3 separate regions of the Sus scrofa genome follow, and all the other regions are linked to region 2. The links are chromatin contacts, called in public HiChIP or PLAC-seq maps. All regions are on one chromosome and are shown on one strand. The core of a region is the stretch at or near the end of the contact, and the rest is flanking DNA. Distances in the headings are between cores, read along the strand shown. Region 1 overlaps HCK (tyrosine-protein kinase HCK). Region 2 overlaps NOL4L (nucleolar protein 4-like). Region 3 overlaps MAPRE1 (microtubule associated protein RP/EB family member 1).

Region 1 (3,267 bases), core at 621-3,120, 400 kb after region 2:
GCCCGTTAGAGAATTCCATGTCCTTCTGACAACCAACAGTGGTTGGTTCAGTTATAGGTATGTGATCTTAGCTGAGGCAGGGTCTGCCCTGGGGTTTTGCTAGAAAAATTAGAAAAGGCATTCTTTCTTCTATAATCTCTGTTGTAAATGTAAATGTAGCTATAGACGTGGAACATGGATATAGATGTAGGTATAGATATGGATGTGGATGTAGATGTAGATATAGATGTGGATGTAGGTATAGATGTAGATGTGGCTGCAGATGGAGATGTGGGCATAGATATGGATGTGGATGTGGATGTAGGTACAGATGTAGATTTAGATGCAGATGTAGATATGGATGTGGATGTAGGTACAGATGTAGATTTAGATGCAGATGTAGATATGGATGTGGATATGGATGTAGGTATAGATGTAGATGTGGCTGCAGATGGAGATGTGGGCATAGATATGGATGTGGATGTGGATATAGATATAGATGTAAGATGTGGATGTAGAAAACTGGAGCTCTTGGGAGCCACCCTGACATCATGCAGGAAGGAGCTGCCTTAGAGTGAAGCCTCCACAGAGGAATCACACTGTCTCCAGTGTGATTTGCTAGAAAAATTAGAAAAGGCATGTTTGAACACCTGGGTCCAGCCATGCCTGAAACTTTTCCACCTCAGAATTTTTCTAATTCGTAAGCACATAAATTTTCAATTTTGTCTAACCTAGTTTGAGTCAGATTTCTGCCACTCGTGCCCAAAGAATCCTCACTGAATCTTGCACATTCCTGGGCCACACTCTGTACTGAATGAACTAGAGTCTCTAGGGATGAAGGCCTGGAATCTGCATTTCTAACAATTCTTTAGGAGATTCTTATCACACTAAAATTTGAGCCCCACCAGGGTAGTGGGATGAAGACCAGACTTGGGGTCTGAATACTGGGATTTGGATCCCAGTTCTGCCACTGACTGGCTGTGTGACCTGGAGTAAGTCACTGCCCCTCTCTGAGCCTCATTTTTCTTCCCTGTAAAATAAGAGGCACGTGCTTCTTAGGCTCGGCCTGAGATGTAACAGGGATCTGAAAGGCTTTTTAAAGCTTCTGAAAACATATATTTCTTGTCTGTGATTTAAAAACTGGGCTCTGAGAACAGAAGTGGCCCATCTGGCCCCAAACTAACTTAGAACTGCTGATCCCTGGCAAAGACACTTCCTCAGGTCACTGCTGAACCCCAGGGACCTGAAACCAGCTCTTTGTCCCCTCAGTTTCTGCAGGCGCTGCATAGAAGGGAAATGAGAAAGTCCAGCTTGCTTGGCTTGGCTGCTTCCCACGATCACCATGCTGGCTGCGGAGGACTCAGAAACTTCTGAACTCTCAGAGTCAAGCCCAAGAGGGAAGGCCAGGGTCCTGCCTGCACATCCTGTGGAGTGGGTGGAAGATGGTTTTCTAGGAGCTCTAGGCTCAAGCAGGGGCCCGTGGGGCTGAAGGAAAAGAACCCTAGAGTTTGGATCCACCTCTGCCACAAGCTCACTGTGTGACCTCATGCGAGTCCCAACCTCTCTCCAGGCCTCAGTTTTCCCAAATATGAAGTGAGATGTCGGGTGACAAGTTCTCTGAAGGGGACAGCTGTAGATCTTTCTCCTATATGGCATCTGCTCCCTCTTCTTCCGACAACAGCTCCCCAAACTTTTCCTTTGGGAACCACCCTTCCCCCATTCTCAATTCACAGATTTCCATAGAGCTGACTTCAACCTCTGGCCGAAGGGGTGAGTCTGTGACTAAGTCTGGCCAATCAGAGTTGCAGTAGTATAAGCAGAGATGGGCATGTGACTCCACCCTGGCCAATGAGAGTCATCTATTTGGCTGGAAAAGAGGCTGCAGTTGCAAAGCAGAGCCTAGAAATGAAGAAATACGGATTCTCAAGCCCTTGGGTCCAGCCCTGCCTGAAGCTGATGTGCTCATAGACTTTCCAGTAACCTCCTTTTGCTTGAGCCAGTTCGAGTTGGATTTCTGCCCCCCTTAAACCTCAAAGAATCCTGTTTGGCGTAAAGGAAGTTCTTACAAGGGATTGTAATTCATACTCAAGTGTAAATGGCTTATGGCAAAGACTCCCTTGATAGGCGGTTTTGATAGAAGAAACTAAAGAGAGTACTAGTCCCATTGGAGTAGGTGCGGGTGTACAGAGTATGGACCCTGTGAAGCTGATGGCACTGAAGCCATGTCCAGAAAGTGTCTGACGTGTGTTAGGCCCTCCATATACATTTGTGGAGCGAATACATTGTGTCCCTTTATAGGCCTGAACATTACTAGGCTGACTTCAGAAAGACAGAATTATTGACCCATCTATCAGATGGGGAAATGGAAGCCCAGGGCGGAGAGGGTCCCTAGGTGCTCAGTGGCAGGTAGAACAAGAACCTGGATCTCCTGACTCTCATCCTCCACTGACTCAGCACCAGGGGCTGCAGGGGGCAAGGGGGGAGGGGGATGAGTAACCCAAACAGGAAACTTAGGAAGGCAGACCGCCTGCTGCTGGGGGCCCAGGGCTCAAGACTGTCCAGTTAGAGGAAGTTTCCCTTCTCGGAACAGCTTAGCCATGGGGGGGTGGGGGGGGAGGAGGCGGGGGAAGAACGTCTTACACCAGCAGGGACCAGTTCCCTGAGGAGTTTTCGGGAGTTTAGAACCTAACAGCACCCTCTCCTTGGGTCCCCTGACTGTCTTCAGGTTGAACCACCCAAACCTGCAGGTGACTCTTATCTGTAATGGACATTTGGAGGTCACGCCTGACTCCTCACCTCTCCCCTTTTCCGACCCTCGGCTTCTTTCTGATCAAACGCTCCAGACTTTGACTTTGCAAACAGAAAGGGATTGGAGAGACCTTGGCTATACAGATGGGAGCAGCAGCCCCAGAGAGGGCGAGTGTCATGCCCCGGTTTACACAACAGCGAGTGACAGCGCAACACATGGAAGAGGAACTTGGGCTTTTGGTCATTAGCCTGATCAGCCAGAGGGTTGGCTCAGAGATGCATGTGTTCCAACTTGTTCTAAACATGTAGTAAATTCTCAGCAGGTCCAGTGTTACCTCTGGGTCACCTGGTCAACTCCAGAGCTCAAGGGCATTTGTGAGCCTCCTTAGAGTAATTTTATTTCTAAGGTGGGCAGATTGTCAGGGAGGTTTGGAAAATATAGGATGGGATTTGAAGCTAGAAAGAGCTGGGTGTGAATCCCCCATTCTACCTCTCACAGGTAAGTGAGGTTAAAATTTAAGTCAGGTCGTGTGTCTCCTC
Region 2 (3,168 bases), core at 156-2,655:
GCCTCCAACTCTGAGTCCGGCCCCACTGAGACCCAGACAGGCCCCGTTGTCTTGTGGCCAAGTCCTGTTGTTATTGTTGTTGTTGTCAACAATGAAACTCCTACCTTCAGTTCTTGGAGGATCTCATCTGGTGCATTCTCCAGTCCTCCCTATTTTCGGTCACATTTTTTGGAGGGCGAGACCCCTGGTGGCTTTGTGGAACCTTCGGCTTAAGGCATCACACACAGTGCAGGCGACTCGGCTCCTGGCGGCCAGTCGTTTGTGGCTCGTGGTTTTTACACAGCTTCGTGCCCCCTCCCCGCCCTTGCCAGCGTGATGGCTCCTTCTCAGGTGGGGCCCAGACAGGTCCCGGCCCCCAGCAAAGAGCTGGTCCAGGAGACCTGACCCCACTCAGTGGGTGGGTGGGCAGGTGGGCGGGCCCGGGCTTTGTAACCAGACCTGGAAAATGCAGGAGGGTTTCAGACGCTTCAGCAGCTGATGTCTGGCGATCAATTAGAGATAATGGCTCTGGGTGGACTCTGTAGAAGCAGGGCCAAGATTTTTCCGGGTCTTGATTGTGTTTACCTCATTAACACCCCCTCCCTTTTTTCTTTTGAGGGCAGCACGGCACAGTGTCACACTGTGAGTTTGTGCCGGCTGCTTCGATTTGCTCAGAGGGTGACCTCATGGGGTGACCGGGTGTCGACCCCCACCAGGCTGGGAGCTCCCCCACCGCCACTCAGACAGAGAGGACAGAGTCCCATGGCTTCTGCTCACAGCCCTCCCACTACACAAACACCCTTGGCCTCCCTGCCACCCTGTGTTTGTATAGTTTTTTAAAAATCTCCTCCTTCACTCATTCAGAAATCATTTAAGTTCCTTCAATGTCCCAGACACTGTCCTGAGCACTTGCGGATACAACAGTGAGTGAAACAGACAAGGAGCCCACTCTCAGGGAGCTCATGGGCTGCAGAGAGGACGTCAGAAAGAAAAATAAAATACGCAAAAGGAAAAGGTTTGGGGCAGAGAATTAAAATGGACTCTGTTGATAGACCAAGCCTCTGGGTGAGAAGGCCTCTCTGAAAAGATGGCATCTGAGCCTAGACCCGAATGATAGGAAGTGGCCAGCCCTCTGGGGCAAAGGCTTTCTAGGTAGAGCAGACGGCAAGTGCAAAGGCCCTGGGGTGGGAACAGCAGAGGGGACTCGGAAAGGGGAGCCAGGGGGAGATGTGCTTGGGTTAAGCCTGAGCAGCCCGCAAAGGAATGCTCTCACCCACCTGTGTGAGGCGCAAAGCCTCCTAGAGCATCTTCCTCCACCAGGGGAGAGAGAGACTTAGCTGGAGGTGACAGTAAGTGGACATGAGCGCCCCAGACAGCCCAGCAACTCTGACTCTAGGTGTGGCTCTGCCCCGCACCAGCTGTCTAACTTTCACTTCTCCATGCTGCAGCTTCCCTGTTACTGCAACAGCAGGTTTGGGCCAGACTTCAGTGGTTTTCAAAGTTTGCTTTTTGACAGAGGAACCCCTTTCTTCAAGGAAACTCTTCTGGGGAGGAAGTCAGTATGTCAGGGGTCAGCAGCAGGCAGGCATGTCCCTGAGAAGCTGGGAGAGGGCCCCGGAGCTCTGCCCACCCACCCCTCCCCTGCCCCAGCCAGCCCCCCTGCACCTCGCAGCCTGGATAGCCCTGAGCTTTGGGCTGGTGCTAAAGACAGGTGGGGAGCAGGGCTTACCCCACCATGACCACAGGCAGCCTGGCCTCAGGGTGGCCACTCCAATCTCTTCTGCAGCTGCCTCCTCAGTAGACGGGAGGAAGAGAGTCCATGCCTCGCCAGCCTCACGGTCATTTTTAGGCCTTGGATGTTTGGAATGGCTGCTTCAAGAAAAATAGGATAGAAACAGAAGAACTTCTTTAACTGGAACACACCTGTATGTGCAGCTTTCCCTCTGCAGGGTCCTCCATGCACCACAGTGTCCAGAGCAGGTGCCCCCACACAGCTGCCCTCCTCTATCTGTTTAAGGACCCTCTAGAGAAAAGCCCACATGGGAGTAGAGGCCTTGCTGTCCAGTCCATCGGCAAACAGGAGCCCTGTGAAACAGCCAGGGATGCTTTTGATGGCAGGTCCAAAAACCCAGCTGACTGAATAGCAAAATGTGAAGGTTGTTTTACACCTGAAGACAGGAAGAATGGAGGAGCAGCTGTTGGGCCACAGTGGGTTGGTGTCTCTGTGATGCTGACCTTTTCCCCACACTTGCAGGTTGGCTGCTATTGCTCCACCCATCTTGTCCACATTCAAGGTGAGAGGAAAATGGGAAGGGTGTAAGCTTAGTACAAGGCAAAACCTTCCTGGAGAGTTGGCCAGTAGACTTCTGTTGACATCTTATTGGCCAGGATCACCTGGCCACCTGCAGCTGCAAGGCGGGGCTGGGAAAAAAAGAATTTTGTTTCCCACCCTCTGTTGAGAAACAGAAGAAAGAAATGTTGGGTTTGGGTATTAGGTAAGTTAGTCCACAGCATCGGCCGTGGCCTGGGTGCTATCAGCTGAGCTGGACCATGCCTTTGGGTGTGAAGTTGCCAAAGGCTTGGGAAAGGGGAAAAATAGTAAGGAAAGGAAATAGAGGGGGAGCAGGGAGGAAGGAGAAGAGAGGAGGGAGTGGCAAGGAGGAAAGCAGGAACGCGTGCCAGGACCCTCACGGACAACATGGGGAAACTGAGGCTCCGTGTCACAGAGTTCAGGTGATTCCCCTGAAGTCATAGAGTAAGTGTGAGGGAAGGCTGTGCTCTCTCCCACAGTAATGCTGTTAATTCCCAAGCAAAGAGCAGAGGAGAGAAGGAAAAGGAAAAAGCAAGGGAGAGGGCAACAGCTGGCCAAGGCCCCGAGTGGCCCCCGCCCCGGGCAGGTTCATGGGCGCAGGTCTGCATCAGCTCATCTCATCACCACAGTCTCTCGCCTGGGTCAGGCCCCCGGCACACAGCAGGGGCTCAGCAAATGTTTGTTGACTGGTGTCGGGTCATTAATTGCTTATTTCTCCCCTCGTCCTCATCCTCATCCTCAGGGCTAACAGTAACAAGATTTGGGCAGGTGTTCCACGCCAGGCACCAGTCCAGCCCCCTGCAGGCGTCCCTGCCTATAAGCCACACAGCAGCTTTTGGAAACAAGCTCCTGCTATTAAGACCCCATTTCAGAGATGA
Region 3 (3,093 bases), core at 349-2,848, 280 kb before region 2:
CCCACTGAGCAAGGGCAGGGACCGAACCCGCAACCTTATGGTTCCTAGTCGGATTCGTTAACCACTGCGCCATGACAGGAACTCCCCTATTTTAATTTAAAAAGCGAGAAACAAAACTGTACAACCTTATATGCTTATATGTGTTACTTACTGGAGCAGTCTATATATAATAGCAACAGACTGGAAACACACTAATAAGGAACAGATCCAAGGAAATTATGTATGACACTACCATAAAGGAAAATAAAGTGGCACCTGCTGCATGGATATAGAACACACTACCACTTATGTAAAATGGTGGAAAGAGAACACAAACACAAAATATGGACAGGGAGTTCCCTGCTGGCCTAGTGGGTAAAGGACCCAGTATCGTTTCTGCTACGGCTGAGGTTACTGCTGTGGCACTGGTTTGATCCCTAGCCAGGAAACTTCCACATGCCATGGGCACAGCCAAAAAAAAAAAAAAAGAAAAAAGACAGATGGTTATTTCTGCTTATATAGGCTCACTCTCTCTGGAGACCACCCAGCTAGTAACACTGGTTACTTCTGGGTTAGGGAACTGGACAGCTAGTGGATGGGCTTACTTTTCAAAGACAGACTTTTTTTGTCCCTTTTGAATTTTAAGCCATTTTGAGACTTTCAGTTATTCAAAAAATACTGTATATACAGTATGTTAATGATTTTTGAAAATCACGGAAAATACTGAAGGTATAGCTAACACAGCAACCTTGGACAAGTTAACATCTCTGTCTCAGTTTCTCTCTCTACACGGGCATGACAGTCCTCACCTCACAGGTTATGTAGGCGAAACATGCTGGAAAGTGCCTGGCCTATGCTGAGAGCTCAGCAAAAAAGCCATAATTGGGAGGGGAATACAGCTAAAAGATAATAATGACTACAACTTATGACAATAGACTATGGTTTTCTTTTTAATACGTATCTATAAAGAATACTTAATTACTTATAGTCAGAGGAAAATAAGTTTCTTATCCTTTACTCTAATTAATGTAAAGAAAAATAATGGAAGTACTTGAAGAGTCAGGCAAAAAAATGTAAAGAGATACTTTTTGAGCAGAGGAGTAGCTCAATAAAAAATGGTCTCTTTGAAAGGCTGCAGACTACTGTGGTCAACGAGAGAAGCGGGGGCAGAGAACCTGGATGGAATGTAGGGCCTGGCTGGGAGGCCGCTGTGGCAGCAGCCTGCAAACTGAGATGGGACCAGAGCCAAAAGACCCTGCAGAATAGATACAGAACTTTGTGAATTAGCCTCAAAAGATGCTTCTCAGGCCTGCAACACTGGAAGAATGGTGGGAACCTGGCCCAAAATAGTGTGTCTGGAAAAGGGAGCCAACTTGAAGAGAAAACAAAGTTGGGGATGCCCGGTCAGGGGGTGTCCCAGCCTCAGAGTGGCTCTGGAAGCAAGACTGACATTCTGTTTTATATAAGGGCCAGCAGGGCCCACAATAAACTACAAAAAAAAAGGAAACAGCATTTGCCTAGGGGCATCTGAACACCTCTCCTATTCTGTACAACACAGGAACTGTGAAGGAGGGCAGGCTGGAGGGGAGAAGGCAGGAAGTGAGGGGGATCCAAGAACATTCAGTGAGGCCACGCTACACGCTCAGACTACCATGCTAGGCCCTTGGAAGGAGGGGGGGGGGCGTGAATCCTGGCTGGAACCGAGGAAAGAGAGGAACAAAAAGCAACCAGCATCTCCCTTCTGACACAATCAACCCCTCATCAGAATGATCCTCTGTGATCAAGGTTTCTTCCTTGTTGACTATCTTTCCAAAATACTTGATGACTAACTCTCTAAAACAGAGAGACTACAGAATGTAATGAATCTTTAATCAACCAGCCAACCCTATCACTGAAAGTCACCCACACCTTTTCTTACTACAAGAGCCAAGCAAAGGCTCGTTTCACTGTTGGAGGAAGGACGCCTACGATGCTGACAAAACTCTGCCACTTCACAGGCAGCCAGCACATTAACAGTGTAGGACCTCAGAGCTTTGCCCTCTGAAGGGAAAGACCTATTCATTCCCACCTTTTAAAGCTTGTGTCTGGTAAGAGAATTCTGGTCTGCATGACCCTCTGCTCATCAGAGGTAAGATCAGAAGGGACCAGGCACCAGTGTTAAAGGCCAGTGGGATTCTCCTGGGGCCTCAATAAAGACAAGGACCTAAGGAGCCTGACTTTCTCCAGGGTGTGGCAAAGAATCAGTACCTGAGAGCTATTTTTACAGGTGATCCCCCAAACAGCCCAACATTTAAACCATACCCTACCACCCCAGTTTACACACAAGGAATGAGAACATTAAGGGACTCATCCAAAATCACATGGCTCAGAGCAGACGGAAGCTTCTTCACACCCAGTCCTGATGACGATAGCTCCCTGTCTGAAGGAGCTAAATCTGGAGCCAGATCAGCACATGTACAACATCTACACATGAAATTCTCATTTTGGAATTAACTAAGGGAAATACTGCTTGGAGTATATGTATAGAAGGAACTAAATTTTAGGGAGAAATTGCTGGTGAAAAGCGGCTCCAATGAAAACTAAGATGACTTCATCCCCACATTAGTCATTAATCACGGGGCAAACAAGTGCTTTAAAAGCCTCAAACAAATGGGGATGTGACAATGAAACTGAAGAAATGAACAGAAAGTAGGGGAAAAGCAGTGCCTCTGACTAACACAATAGCTGATATTTAATAAGCATGACTCTTAGGCACCTCTGTCTCAATGTACAACCTCCCATCACGCTCTCTCTGACCATCTACAAAACAGATTAAATCTCACAGGGGAAATAACAAGATAAGCAAATGAAACTAAGACCAAGGCTAAGACCCAGGTACAAAATAAAGAAGTACAAAAGCTGAATTCATTAAAAAGATTTCTTTTCATATAAAGGAAAACAGTAATTTTAAGTAGAACCAAAAGGCACTGGCTGGTAAAGGAAGTCTAGAAAGTGAGCACAGGACAGGGGCTTAAGAACATGGACTCTTGATGTCAACAAAGGTTCAAGCCTCAAATCTGTTCTTGTTGTATAACCTTGTACTTTTTACTCAATTTCTCTAAGCCCATTTCCCCA

The links. HiChIP or PLAC-seq counts read pairs in DNA pulled down with a chosen protein or histone mark.
Region 1: an H3K27ac HiChIP or PLAC-seq map of alveolar macrophages shows a contact between it and region 2. The contact joins two enhancer-like sites.
Region 3: an H3K27ac HiChIP or PLAC-seq map of alveolar macrophages shows a contact between it and region 2. The contact joins two enhancer-like sites. A contact is called at or near these places in 1 of 5 promoter capture datasets (fetal liver) and 1 of 2 datasets of contacts at active chromatin or transcription factors (alveolar macrophages).

The regions. Positions count from the first base shown.
Region 1 is chr17:35,718,009-35,721,275 of Sscrofa11.1, reverse strand. The region is part of intron 1 of HCK (tyrosine-protein kinase HCK); the gene reads right to left. Among named protein-coding and RNA genes, the nearest start is that of HCK, 11 kb to the right of the region's middle. Within about 2 kb of position 1,870, at least 17 of the 83 cell types and tissues checked have an H3K27ac peak or open chromatin away from gene starts, as enhancers often do. A contact at or near this core is called in alveolar macrophages, where this site is marked.
Region 2 is chr17:36,118,943-36,122,110 of Sscrofa11.1, reverse strand. The region is part of intron 4 of NOL4L (nucleolar protein 4-like); the gene reads left to right. Among named protein-coding and RNA genes, the nearest start is that of NOL4L, 81 kb to the left of the region's middle. Within about 2 kb of position 1,405, at least 4 of the 83 cell types and tissues checked have an H3K27ac peak or open chromatin away from gene starts, as enhancers often do. A contact at or near this core is called in alveolar macrophages, where this site is marked.
Region 3 is chr17:36,398,421-36,401,513 of Sscrofa11.1, reverse strand. The region is part of intron 2 of MAPRE1 (microtubule associated protein RP/EB family member 1); the gene reads right to left. Among named protein-coding and RNA genes, the nearest start is that of MAPRE1, 9.2 kb to the right of the region's middle. Within about 2 kb of position 1,598, at least 8 of the 83 cell types and tissues checked have an H3K27ac peak or open chromatin away from gene starts, as enhancers often do. A contact at or near this core is called in alveolar macrophages, where this site is marked.